2 separate regions of the Gossypium hirsutum genome follow, and region 2 is linked to region 1. The links are chromatin contacts, called in public Hi-C maps. All regions are on one chromosome and are shown on one strand. Each heading gives the region's core, a stretch centred on a gene start, on an enhancer-like site or on the middle of the called end of the contact. The rest is flanking DNA. Distances are from core to core; before and after follow the strand shown. Region 1 has its middle 7.4 kb from the start of LOC107949198. Region 2 holds the start of LOC107949195 (sulfate transporter 1.3).

The links. A called contact is a pair of places that touch in the nucleus more often than the background predicts.
Region 2: a Hi-C map of callus shows a contact between it and region 1, with 5 times the contacts expected there. The contact joins the promoter of LOC107949195 here to the enhancer-like site in region 1. A contact is called at or near these places in 4 of 34 Hi-C or Micro-C datasets (callus and leaf).

Annotation. Positions count from the first base shown.
Region 1 is chrD06:5,400,743-5,407,706 of Gossypium_hirsutum_v2.1, forward strand. No RefSeq gene overlaps it. Among protein-coding and RNA genes, the nearest start is that of LOC107949198, 7.4 kb to the left of the region's middle. Within about 2 kb of position 1,964, at least 6 of the 9 cell types and tissues checked have an H3K27ac peak or open chromatin away from gene starts, as enhancers often do.
Region 2 is chrD06:5,458,836-5,465,709 of Gossypium_hirsutum_v2.1, forward strand. LOC107949195 (sulfate transporter 1.3) reads right to left here and starts at 5,333. Exons shown (of 14, transcript XM_016883924.2): 1 at 5,053-5,333; 2 at 3,520-3,861; 3 at 3,372-3,420; 4 at 3,067-3,274; 5 at 2,815-2,989; 6 at 2,638-2,703; 7 at 2,437-2,550; 8 at 2,246-2,362; 9 at 2,003-2,129; 10 at 1,605-1,891; 11 at 1,309-1,499; 12 at 1,144-1,229; 13 at 978-1,054; 14 at 422-877. The coding sequence starts at 3,852. The coding sequence ends at 734.

The sequences.
Region 1 (6,964 bases), core at 714-3,213:
TGTAACTTCAGCATATACCAAAGTCTCTGAACTGTCTGTGGACTCCCTAATCTATGAACATTCCAGCTTAGCAATTTCATTGCGCCCGGTCGGCTTGCCTCTTGGTAGCCGCCGATACAAAGTTATTAACCTCTAGCAATATCATATTCCTACCTGCCGGAGAATTCTCATTTCCCAAAACTATCGCACTCTCCATCTTCTCTCTAACCCTCTTTTTCCATTCTTCGCCAATCAAAACACCGTCCTCCAGATCATGCTCCTTATCAATTAACGCTTGATCTGACATTAAAATTTTCCCCTTGTGATTTCTGAAATTCTTTCGGCCTTCAAGCTGAAACCCAAGACTGGGTCAAAAGACTTTCCATATCCCGCCATTTTATTTTACCAGTCCACAAATTACTTCTAGTCATAAAAATACCTTTACCATCTCCTTTTAGTTTCCCCTCCCCTTCTTCTTTTATCCACACACTATTCATTGCTGCAGCCCTCCGTGACTGAGCTCGTAATGATAGATCCCAACCCATCTCAGCTACTTCCACCCCTAGTGCCATCTTTGCTTCACAAAAGGAATCATTATGTCCCAATCAACCACAGTAAAAACATAAAAGGGACAACTATTCATACCTGAACCTTACATAGGTACAATTCCCACAGAACAAAATTTGTTTCCTCCTTTTTAACGGTCGTCGCACATTAATCCTAACTCTTACCCGCATATAATTCCTGTTTTCTTTTCCCAGATTCGATCCATCATACTTAATAAATTCACCTACAAAGTTACCCAATTGTACTGCTAAATTTTTTGAAAAAAGGCCAATGGGGACGTCATGTATCTGGACCCAAAAAGACGCTATGAATAATGGGATTTTGAGAGGATCTACTCCCCACTATAACTTATGTAACACTAGCAAATGGTTATTGAATGTCCATGGAGACCCTTTTAACACCCTATCCAAATCTTTTTTTCTCCAAAATCTCGTATATGAACTCCCTTAACTGGGTGCCAAAGATTTGTCATAGTATTTTTCATTGCAGGAAAATGAATAATACTAGCAGTTAGAAAACAACCTAATAACCTGAAGATCTCCTCTCCTCTTTCTGTATTTGGTTCTAATTGGACTTGTAGGATTGCATCTTCTTCTTCATTGAGTGTTAACCCTGCTAATTCGTCTTCCATTGATTTCAGACGTAGCTTCCAATCCAAAGTAACGCTATGCTAGTCAAGAAATCCTGCAATTTAGTGTGGCATCGCCACCACTCCACTTTCAACTATAACAAAAACCAAGAACAAAGACATGCCAGAAAGGGCAGGCTCTCCTGAAAAAATTCTAATCCAACTAAAACGGCTAAAAATTGGGAAGAAAAATTTGATTTGTCATACTCCTATTGAAAAGGGATAGGGATGACATGGAATCACAGTTTCATACAATCCATTTTCCTATACAATAATATTAAAGCTTGACACCCAAATCCAATGGATTATTGTAAATGATAAAACACCTATTTTAAATTGCATAAATAAAAATAAAATTAAATGTAAATTTTTTAATTTTTAATTCTTGAGATTCAAGACAATAATTTGGAATCATCATGGAATGCTTAAAACTTGATTCTTAAACTTAAATTAATTTATTATCTGTTTAAAAGAATTTTAAAATTCTCTTTTATAAATAATCACTTTTTTAAGTGATCCATAACATCTTCTTCTTTTTTTTCTCAAGAATTATATAATAATAAAAGAAATCATAATTACACTCACCATTTAAGTTGAAGAAAACCAAGGCTACGAGACCACCATGAAGTTGTTTTAATGAACAAAATGGATGAAGGTGGGAAAAAGCTGACACTGATGGTGAGAAAAAAGAGCATTGTTTCTTGCTACCAATGATGTATTTGCACTTTGCTGTATGCACCCACCAACCTTTTTATATTTTAAAATTTGTTTTCAGTTTTCATCAACCTCACAAATGGAGCTCAAGTATCAACTTTGAGTGGAATCCATGGAAGAAAGATTTGACAGTTTAACCTTTTATGCAGACATCAATGCATCATCAGTTTGTTTGCTTTTGGTTTCTGTCCATCTCAGTGGGAGACACCAATTATTACTACATCAAGTTTAGCTGTCATCCCACACTTGCCTCTTCTTCCATCTTTCTCTTTCTTTTTTTCTTTCCATTATGGTAAATGATCTTTATCTATGCAGCACTGTAGGACCTGCATTTCTATCATTAATCAAGATATTTCCTTCTTTTTTGGTGGCCAATAATAGTATATAAATATAAAGAAAATAACATAATTCATACATTAAAACTAGTAATAATTGCTCTCTTATATTACTTTGTGACATTTTACATCACTCACCATAACATACAACTTAACTAAAATCAGTAATAATTGCATTTTTATATACTTTTGTGACATTTTACATCACTGACCATAACATCCAACTTAATTATTATTTATTATAGTTGATTGAATCACAAATAATATTATAAGTAAGATGGTGAATTTCATTTCTGCATAGTTCATATCCTATTCTAATAAATCCCAACAATTAACTTTAACTTATGTCATACCAGTTGAAATATGACTATTGATCAGTAAAAAAATGGATTTAAAAGTATAATTCTGCTATTGTTGATTTTGAGGTTATTGAATAATAAATTGTTACACGTAAATGTAAAGATTTTATTTGAATAGTATTTGTGAAATTCATTAAAGCGTATTTTATATAATTGATAAATATTTTATATTTAAAATTTATTTAATATCATTATTTGATATTTGTAAATATTTATATATATATATTAAATATTTTTTTATAAAACGTGAGAAATTTAAAACGATACATCGAAACAGACTGGGTATCAAATGTACCAGTATAAGTAGAAAAATAATATATTTACTATTGACTACCTTAATTATAAAATATTTATATTCAAATATATAATTAAATCAGTTTTGAATTTATTTTTGGACAATACAAAAAATTAATTATTTTTCTTTGAGAAAGATTACATAAGTGAAGAAGACGGAGTCGCTGTGAGTTATTTTGAATGGTGGGTGCCAAACAATAACTTATCATTATTGTAGAAGCCAGTGATTACGCCTTCAGAAATCTGCAACTAGAGAGAGACAGCGTAAACGTAGCTCATAAGGGAAAAAAAAAAACTTTGCTTAGCAATTTCTTTGGCAAATTTATTAAGAAAACAAACAATTTGTAACAAAAATATGGACATCTCAACTTCAACTTACCTGCTCCGTGCCTCAAATGTTGGTTTCTCAAGTATAAGATATGGACCACTTCAATAAATAAAAAATGGGTCCAAAACCCAGAAAGAAACTACTTTGTTCAAAGTATAATAATTATCTAGCAATCATTGTGTACAGCCCAATTTTCAGCCCAATTACAATAATAAACAAACCCAATTTTCAGCCCAATGAACCCTAAAGCCCAAATGGCCCAAAATCTAAAATCGGTTTCAGTAAGATAGAAACCCTAGTGCCCTTGAGCCGCTGCTCCATGTGCGTTTCGGCGCGCACCACGCCCGAGGTCTGCCACCGCCAGCTGCGCCTTGCACCAAAATGGAAGCTTTTCGTCTCCGTTGACTTCATCAGGTCCTGCAAACATCAACAATAGCAAAAAAAATAGCAACAGAGAACAGAAAAACAGCAGTGTAATCGGCTATAAGAGCCGAATCAAACAAATGTAAAAAGGGGGCTTCATCACTGTATTTTGGGGGATTTTCTTTGTAAAAACCCACATCAGAAATCAAAAAGCGGAATAGAAATTTTAAAAGGTTGAATCCTTACTATTTCTTCTTGGTTTTTATTTATTTATTTTATCTTATTTTGTTTTATTTTTTTTCTTTGCAAATCTATTTTAAAGTAATTAAAAAAATCAAAAAAGAGAAAAGAAAAGACTCACCTGAATCGGCCCCTGAAGCCGTCGTCGCCGTCGGCCCTTCGCCGTCGTCGGACGCGAGTTTAGGAAGGGGCAGAGGCTTTCCGTTTCCCCTCGTTTCCCCGTTTCGGAGCCTTGGTCTCTGAACGCGCTCCAAAGCGCTGGTGGGAAACACCCTCGCAGGGCTCCGGCCACCGGGCGGTGGGGAGGCGCTACGACGGCGGGGCTTCTAGCCTTAGAACCCCAGCAGAAAAGGGATTCTCCCTTTTATTTTTATTTTTTTATTTGTGTTCTTTGCAGCAAAATGAAACTGCAGAAAGCAATAAATTTCTTAGCTTTATGTTGATTGAAACGGCGCCGTCTGATGGGGGATCTGCGCATGCTTTGCCCTAATGGGTAATTTACGCATTTAATCCCTCCATCTTGCGTTGAGATGCAATACGACCCTTTATTTCTTTTAGATTTGGGCTGCAAATTTTGATTCCGTTGCAATCAGGTCCTTTGACCATGTATGGTCCTTCGCGTTGAAACGTTGCGCTCTAGGACTAGGGAATATTTCCCTTTTCAGTCCTTCCCTTTTCGCGCGCCTCACATTTTAATCCTTTACTCTATTTCATTTTTGATTTCAGCCCTGAGATTTCGTTTCCGTTTTGATTTAGTCCTATTATTATTATTATTATTATTATTATTACCTATTTGTTTGTATTTATTTTATTTAAATTTTCGGTACATATATATACATGCATATATTTTTGTGATATACATACATTGTTTTTATAACATATATATATACTTATATAGTTTATATATTTTACAACTTATGCACATATCTATATATCTATATACATATTTTCATTTTCCTAAATATATACATATTTATATATAATCTTTATAGTTTAAAACATACCCTTTTTTATAAATCCGTATATACATACATATTATTATTAATTTATATACATACATATCCTTTTGTTTTTATAAGTATATATATTTTTATATGCACGTACATACATATTTTTGTATATCTTAATTTACATAAATATATATATACATTTTCAATATATTTTCTAACATGTATATAAATTAACGTATTTATTTGTATACATATGTATATTTTCATTATTTTTAAACTTTAATTTGTACATACATACTTTCTTTTATTTTCAACATATATATGTACTTACTTTTATATGTATTTCATTATTTTCATATTCCATAGTTTTATACACCTATATATATGTACATATTTTTTATATATACATATTTATTGTTTCTTTTATATATTAAAATATACTTCATACATTTTGTTAATTTATGTATACACATATTTTAGTTTATGTCCATGTATATCTTTTTATATTTAAGTGTATTGATTATTTATTTATTTCATTTTCGTTATTATTTTGAATGAATGTTTAAATTGTATTCGTTTTTATATTTTATTATTTTGTAAGTTTAACCGTTTATATTGATTGCTATTGCTCGTATCGCTTTTATACTTTCATATTCATTATGGTTTTGCCATGCATAAAAATGTAATTTGCTTTCACTATGATTTTGTGTTTTATTTTACTCGATATAATAAATTTTTAAATGGCATTTCGTGTTTCGATTCGAGAAAAGCGTGCCCTAACTTACTGGGTTTCGATTTTCTTGATAAATCTAAATGCATGAATCTTTTCAAACTCAAGTTTTAAATAATCTCGGGATTTATAAAGGATCGTGTCCTAATTTACTGGTCGTGATCCTTTTTAATCCAAGATAGTTAAATATCTTTTAAATAAGCATTTTTTCATTCGGGTATCAGGAATACGAGATATTGTATTCTAACTTACTGAATATGATTCTCTTTCTCCAATAACGTGAAATATGCTACTTTTCCCAAAAATTTTCTTTTTAATATAAGGATCGTATTTTAAATTTTTCCAAGTTCTTAATTTTCGACATTAAGACATTAACTAATCAACTAGGTACCAATTTTGGGCGTATCGAGGGTGCTAATCCTTCCTCGTGCGTAAACGACTCCCGAACTTGTTTTTCTGAATTTCGTGGACCAAAACTGTTGTTTTAATAAAATCAAATCATTTATTAAAAACAACCACTTTTCAAGGTGACCCGATCACACCTTATCAAAAAGGATTGGTGGCGACTCCCTTTTTTTTGTTTTCATTTTCAAAACCCAAGTCGACCCCGTTTTCATCCAAAAAATGGTGTCAACAGCTTGACGACTCCACTGGGGACTTTGAATAAGAGAGTCAAGCCACGAGTTGATTATTTCTTGTTTTTTTGTCGAAAGATTTAAATATACGATCCTTTCATTGCATTTCATATGTTTTGAGTTATAGTTTTCATCATGTTTTGTATTTTAAATTTTGCTGCATTGCATTGCATGACTGTTGGTCACACCTTTTAAGTGGGAGTGAGAAACTACGCCTTCGTGAGGTTTTCACCTTCGCATAGGATAGTGAATCGCTTCCGGGATACATCCGTACCTATGTCTTCGTGAGATTTTCATCTCCGCATGGCCATAGGGAAATGTATTCCCCTGAACCGAACTCAGTCCGTATGAGCCTATAATGGATGAGGATCGAGGAATCTGCTGGTTCAAGTACCTTGACTTTAGAACCAACCCTCATATAGTAGACTTAGGAACTTAACCTAGGTAGAGCCACTCCAAACCCCTAGTATCTACCTGATTAGGTACTTTTTGCTTTCTGTGCTTGCTTATGTTTTGCACTAACCCCTCTTGTTGTGTTTTGATTATGATTGCATTGCATTGCATTTGCATCTTAGGAAAGAGATATAGATTCAAGTTCGATTAATAAATTAGAAAGCTTGTCATGGAATACGAATTCCTTGATGAAGTGGAAAATAATACGACTTCCTGAATATATTCTGAGGAACGCAAGAAGGGCGATGGAAGAGTTCGTGACCCTGCTTCGTGGCCTGAGGATTCCAAGGCAATTGTCTAAGAGCCTTCGACGTTCCAAGAAGCTGACGAGCCTTATGAAGATGGGCAAATGATGGATCGCGACCAAGATCAAAAGAATGAGCTAGCAA
Region 2 (6,874 bases), core at 4,083-6,582, 61 kb after region 1:
TATTTTATAAAAAGCTATCGACATTAATGCAATCCTCAAATCTTTCTATTCAAATAAACTATTAATGGAATTATAATGTATTTTACTCTGATAGCCTCCATGCCAAGGTTAGGAGCTTCAGTCTGGGGTTTACCCATGAGAGCTTGGGTCATAAATAGTATTTTTTAAAAATTAAAATCGTAAAAGGTTTTACATTTTTAAATGTATATTTCGGTTAAATTCATGAATTTGGAAGACCACTGCTGCCTTACCTGCAAGACTACAAATCTATTCACTGCAATTAAAAAAAGGAAAAAGAAATACCGTGGCGTGCCAGAATCTTTCTTTATATAAAAATCTGAACGTGCATTGGATTCTTAATGGATGTAGCACCCATTTGCGTCTATGTTCACCATTATTGTATGTAGTTGCCCAACTCGTAGAAAACAAAAAGTTCTTGCTTACATCACTAGATGTCAATTGGTAAACAATGATTGGTGTTTTGAGTAAAAGTGATTCCCTATGGTTAAAAGCTAACGAAAAACCAAAAAGCTAAAAAAAGAAAAAAAAAAAAGGAAGGATCCTATAGACAATAACCTTATCCACACCACATTGTACACTTTTTACTATTTGTCCTTTTGGAGTATTATGTCAGCCATTCCCACTTAAAAACACCCTCTATAATTCACCCATTCATTATCAACCTTCATTACAGACCCCCTCCCTCTCTTCCCATACTGGAAATCTACACTGTTCAGACATTTTCCACCGGTTTTGGAGAACATGATGACACTGCATCTGCGACCGTCAAGAAGATCTTGTCGTCTCCGATTAAGTTTGCAAATTTCGATGCCTCGAGCTTGTCCATCACCATGGGTCCAGGATTTGCTAGTATAAGCTATTATGCAACAGTGCAGGAATATCTCAGGTAAACTGGAAAAAGCCTATTACAGTTTGTTGTTTCAAGGAAGTTTTTATAAATTATTTGGGCCCCTTACCTGAATATTCTTTTTCTCAAGACTCCTGTGTAGTTCTTCCAAGGCATGGATGCCACTGGTATCAATGTCGGTAACAGCTGCACAACATACACCTTAGACATTAGGAAATGTGAGCTTAAATTGCAAATGAAAACAATGGTAAAACAACCAGTTAGAGAAGTCTTACGCGACATCTCAACTATCAAAAAATGGATTGTTGGTTGACATGCAGCTTTTACTTTCTCTTCTTCATCCATCAACCATCTCAGTATCCTGCAAGGATGTTAATGACTTTGAGTATCTTCAAATCTTGTTCTTAGGAGATTAGGAGTTCCTTAGAAGGGTGTTATACCTCTCCTTGACATAATTAGAGTTGGAAAAGTAAATAGCAGAATCAACTCTCACAATCAGAACCCCTGGAACTTTAGTTGCTTCTGGATATTGTAGTATATTTCGGTACACATTAGTCCTCGGTACCTTCCCTAGTATCGCCGTTCGAGGTCTAGTAACTTGTAAGAGGATTTTAGCAAAGGATATTATGACCTGCCATGAAGTTTTCAGTGAGAAAACAGATTTTAATCAAACATAAATAGGGTATAGTTCATCTTCAGGAAATTTACATATAGTTGGCATATTCTTAGTTCTTACAGCAATTAGGAGGCCAATCTCGACTGACGCAAATACTACTCCAAGAAAGGCTCCCAAGCATGCAACAAAATCGAATTTATCAATCTTCCATACCAAAATCGCTGCCTTAACATCGATAAGTCCAACCACAGCAGATATAATGATGGCAGCGAGAATAGCATTTGGGGTGTATTTGAACAGAGGTGTTAAGAATTCTAAAGTCAGAAATACAACACAGGACATGATGATATTAGAAACAGCAGTTTCGCAGCCAGACATGAAATTTACTGCTGATCGAGAAAATGACCCTGCAGATGATGAAGGAAATAACATTATTAGTAATAAACCTATAAAATTAAGTGATTTTGTGGGTGCATGTCTATACTTTCAATATATCATATTCATATCTTATTTCTTACCTGTGGCTACATAGCAGGAAGCCAATGAACCGACTACATTCATTGCTCCTAATGCCACCATTTCTTTGTTTCCATCTAGTTGATAGTCTTTCATCGAAGCAAAAGTTCGCCCAATGGCCACAGCTTCCTGTTAAATTAACCCAACAAAGAAGAAAACATGAAAACATGAAAAAGGTCCATTTAGAGGCAGTTAATTAATTTCCTTTGTTGGTGAAGATGGATAGTAAAGAAAAGATAGCGTACCGTCAATGCTATCATACCCGCCACAACACCAATCTTTAAACCTTTAAGAAGATAGTCACCAGTGAAATAAATTTGATTTACCGATGAGGGATTGATTCCTTTCTCAATGTTTTTCACCTGCATATATGAGAAAACATTCATAGAGATTGCAGTATTGTACTTAAAGATTATTATAGGTTAAAGATGCTTACAATCTGGACTCCTTTCTTTTCTGCATGTGTTATATAAACGAAAAAGGTGGAGAGAATAACTGATATCAAAGGAGCTATTGCAGGCACCCAGAAGAACTTCTTGTTCTTTTTCCCCTATTTTTCAAAGCATGTAAAAGTTAGGAAATGCTCACACGCCTGATAAATAGTTTGTAAATAGGAATAATACTTAGAGGCTCTTACAATGTACTTGGTTAACAGCAGGAAGGATAAAAAGCTAACTCCGATGAGTATAGTCTGCCAGTTCCACTGCAGAAGTAGAACCATATAGATTTAGTAACTAGGAAGTAGCAAATGATTAAATTGATATAAGTTCAGAAAGCTTTGTATTTTAGCTTGGGAAGATGGAAGGCTGCTTACTCCATGATGGACACTGCCCCATACAGAGCGCATTACAGAAATAATATCTGTTTTCTTTGTAAATTTTTGTATACCAAGAAGACCTTTAAGCTGTTGGAGGGCGATTGTAATCGCAGCTCCAGCCATAAAACCGATGATGGCAGCATGTGACAAGAAGTCAATCAAGAATCCCAACCTAATTTTTTTTTCAAAACATAGATTAGTGAATGCTAGAAGCAAATACTATTAATTCAGAGAGTAATATAGAACTACCTGAGAAAACCAAGAGTTACTTGAGTGATCCCAGCAAAAAAGGTAGCAGTAAATGCAAGCCGCAGATACTCGGCTTCATTTTGATTAGGGTCAATCTCATTTGAAAGCATTGACCCTAGTAAAAGAGATACCACAGCAACTGGTCCAATCGCGATGTCTCTTGAACTTCCCATGAAGGCATAAATCAATGGTGGAACAAAGCTGGAGTCTGTAATTGTTAAAACAATAATAAAAACCTCAAGACAACTCCGACGAGAAGACTACTTTAACAATGGAAGGTGATGATAAATAACATGAAAACTTACAAAGTCCATACTGTGGAGCCAAGTTTGCTAGCCTTGCATAACCAATGTCCTATTTTCCAAGAAAATACATATGAAAATTATTGGAGGCTCATTAACAATTAACAGTTAACGGCCTCTATGTATGTTTTAGGAGTATAGCAAAATCTACCTGAGGAATGCAGAGACTCGCGATTGTGAGTCCAGCAATGAGATCACCTCTAAATTTTCTCCAGTTGTAACTCCTTCCCCATTCGAAAATCGGGAAGATGGCCTCGATGCCGAGGACAAGCTTTCGAGACCTTGGTTGATCCTTGAAGGGACGCAAAGGATCATCGGCAAATAATGTTTCTTTCACCCTGGCAATGAATTCCCTCAAGAGGTTTTGCTTAGGGGGAATCCCTACCTTGTGAAGATACTGCGAGTGTTGGTGTGAGGCCGACAGGCTTCTAACATCCATCTCTTTGGTTTCAGCTTCAATGTTTGAACAAGAGTTGGGATCCATGTCACTAATCTGTACATGAAAATTAAGTCTTATCAGAAAAAGTGCACTGCTGAATGTTGCTGGGAATTAATAGCAAAATGCATGAATCCACGCAAACCATGAAAAACACCAGACTGATGTATACTTTTTTAGTTTCTTAGCCCTAAAATAGACTAACAGAGCATTGATATTAAAGAACAGAATATCAAAATGTCAAGCCATCCAAAGAAATTGAATATAGTTCATGGCATTAGAACACAATGAAGATGCTTAAACTAAGCAAAGAAAGTGGAGGAATGGTTTAGAGATTGCAAAATCTTGTTGAACTTGGATAAATCCTTGTGATGATCTTGCTTATATAAGTGTTAATAGGATTCCAAGTCAAACTTTACAAGCTAAAAGAGAGAATTAAGCATAAATAATGCATGAATCTAGTGTAAAATTTTAATAAAAACAAAAAAGAGTCTCCTGGTAATAGAATTTACAGAAATACTATCACCAAAATAAATAATTAAACATTCATCTTCACTCACTAAATTATCATATGAATAGCATCAATTTCAATATCCGGATCCTTTTTACATGTTATATAAACAGAAAACAACAAGTGGTACCAAAATAAACAACAAGTAAGCAATTACTTGTAAAAATGTGGTGCTTAGAATAAAATATGCAGTTTGGAAAGCACAAACCAGAAATTTTAAGTCTTTAGCCACCTCTTTCTCTGTGCCTTTTTATGTATATTTCCCTGTTATTAATTATCATGAAAAGCTCATTTGGAAAAAATACAAGCACAAAGAACAAATGATTTGATGCGGTTTCTGTTAATGTTATATGGGAAAAGATGGAAAAAGTTGCAGTCAATCACAAGCAGCCATACATTAAGAAGAGACTTTTCAGTTTTATTTGTATAAAAGTCTTAGTTGATGTATTGTTAAGGGTCCCATTTTGAAAATCCCTCCTAGGGGAACCCAAGGGCACGAATAATTAATTGAAATCTCTTGGCTTGTGGTGCAAAAATGGAAACAAAAACAAACTAGAAAATCTCTCACCAATTTCATGAAATTATAATCACAATTTACAATACCAAGACCACAAATTACTGCTTTATAAACCCAGAAAAGAACCCAGATGGTTCATATAATTAACAAGAAGCATATGAAAGTTCCAAACTAATAGAATCAGAATAAAGGATAAGATAGCAAAGTCTGTGTGTCTCACCTCCTCTCAATACAGAAGCCATTGATAGTGGAAGACCCCACCTTGCCCCACCCCAGTTCCAAAGGACAAGGCTAAAGCTAAAGCTAAAGCTTACTTCAAATGGAATTTGTATATAAACTCCCCTAAAAAGTAATGTATAAAGAAAGGACAATAAATAGTAACATACAGAGAAGGGCAATAAAAAAAGAGAGGAATTTCTATTTCATGGAAATGCCAAAAGGTAGCGTTTAAAATCACTTCAAAAGCTCACCTTTTCGCTTTCCACACTTGATGGTCCTCATATTTCGCCTTGTCACTTTAAATATATATATATATATGATAATTAAACAAACAAACCCTTCGGCAGGAGAAACCATAGATCACCGGGAGAGAACCCAAATATTGTCCAGGTTCATTGAACCCGACATTACTTTCTTGCCATTTTCTCGGATTTTTCATTTCTTTTCTTCCTTTTTCCATAAAAATAGGAATATAGAATAATAAGTTGAAATAAAATATTAACTTTTCGTAAGAGATAAAAATAAGATCTTTTGGGGTTTCTGTTATCTAGTTTTACCTAAATAACACATAATATTTTATCCAGAAATATAAATTTATAATATTTTTACATAGCAAATATTACTCCTCTTTCTCACTTTCGGTCTCCATTTTTCAGACTGTATACCAAAAAGGCAGAATTGCTATCTATCTCTATCTCCAACCTTGATATATATATAACTGTATTTGAAGCAAGGGCCAAAAGCATAAATTATCATTTTTTAAGGAGGATTAAAATAACAATATAATCATTTCAACCAAGGAGGCAAAAGCCCCTCCCCCAGCCTTAAACTTAGTACTTCACAATTGGGTCTCAATTCAATCTAATTTATAATTTTCATTTTCCATAATGTAAGAAAGATGAATAGGTTGAGTCCAAATTTGCAGGCAACCGAACGTGAGGGATTAAAACACCTAAATATAAAAAACTTTGGTTGAATGACGGAAGGGCAAAGGAAAAGTCAGAGATGAAAGCATGGCCACTACTTTAACAACTTCATTTTCTGTCCCTAGTCTAACACTACAAAACATGACAAAAACACGACTTTTTGAAGTTTCCCCTCACAGCCTATGCCAAACCCAATACTAGTTTGAATATGGACGTCTTTAAGGGTGGGTTCCCCTGGGTTTGTTGCGCATGCCATCTACTACCTTTATTACTTTCTCTTGCCCGTACTTTTACTCTCAACATGCACTTTCAAGTCGTCTTAAGATATCTTCTAAATTCATTTATAAAATATTTTATTTATTTTTAAATGTATTGAAAATAGTTTAAATGATTATTTAAGAAGATATAATTTTAATTTACTTTTTTCAATGTAATTTAAAATTAAATTTTATTAACATATAAGAGAATTTTGAAAGCCTTGCCTTAGCGGGGCACACAAGTCCCACATCTTTTATATACATTTATTAAAATGGTGTTTATATAGACTTATTAGAGCCGAAATAAGAAGGATAGGTACGCATGCATGAGGTTACCTATAAATACTACGTATGATTGCAGAGTAAGTCACTCATTCAATCTTGCTTTGTTCTTTCAAAATTCTATCTACCTGAGTATTTAATTGCTTCATTCTTCTTAAATCTTGGGGGAGATATAAATCCACGAAATATCCTTTAAGGATAGGGATATTCACGCCTCGAGCCGCCATTCTAACTTCCTAAACCTCTGATTTCTAACATTTAATCCCTTAATTTGTAAACTTTTTAAATTTGCTCCCTTTTTTTTTGCCATATTAGTTCCCGAATTTGAATTTTTTTTTAATTTGCTCCATGAACTTAG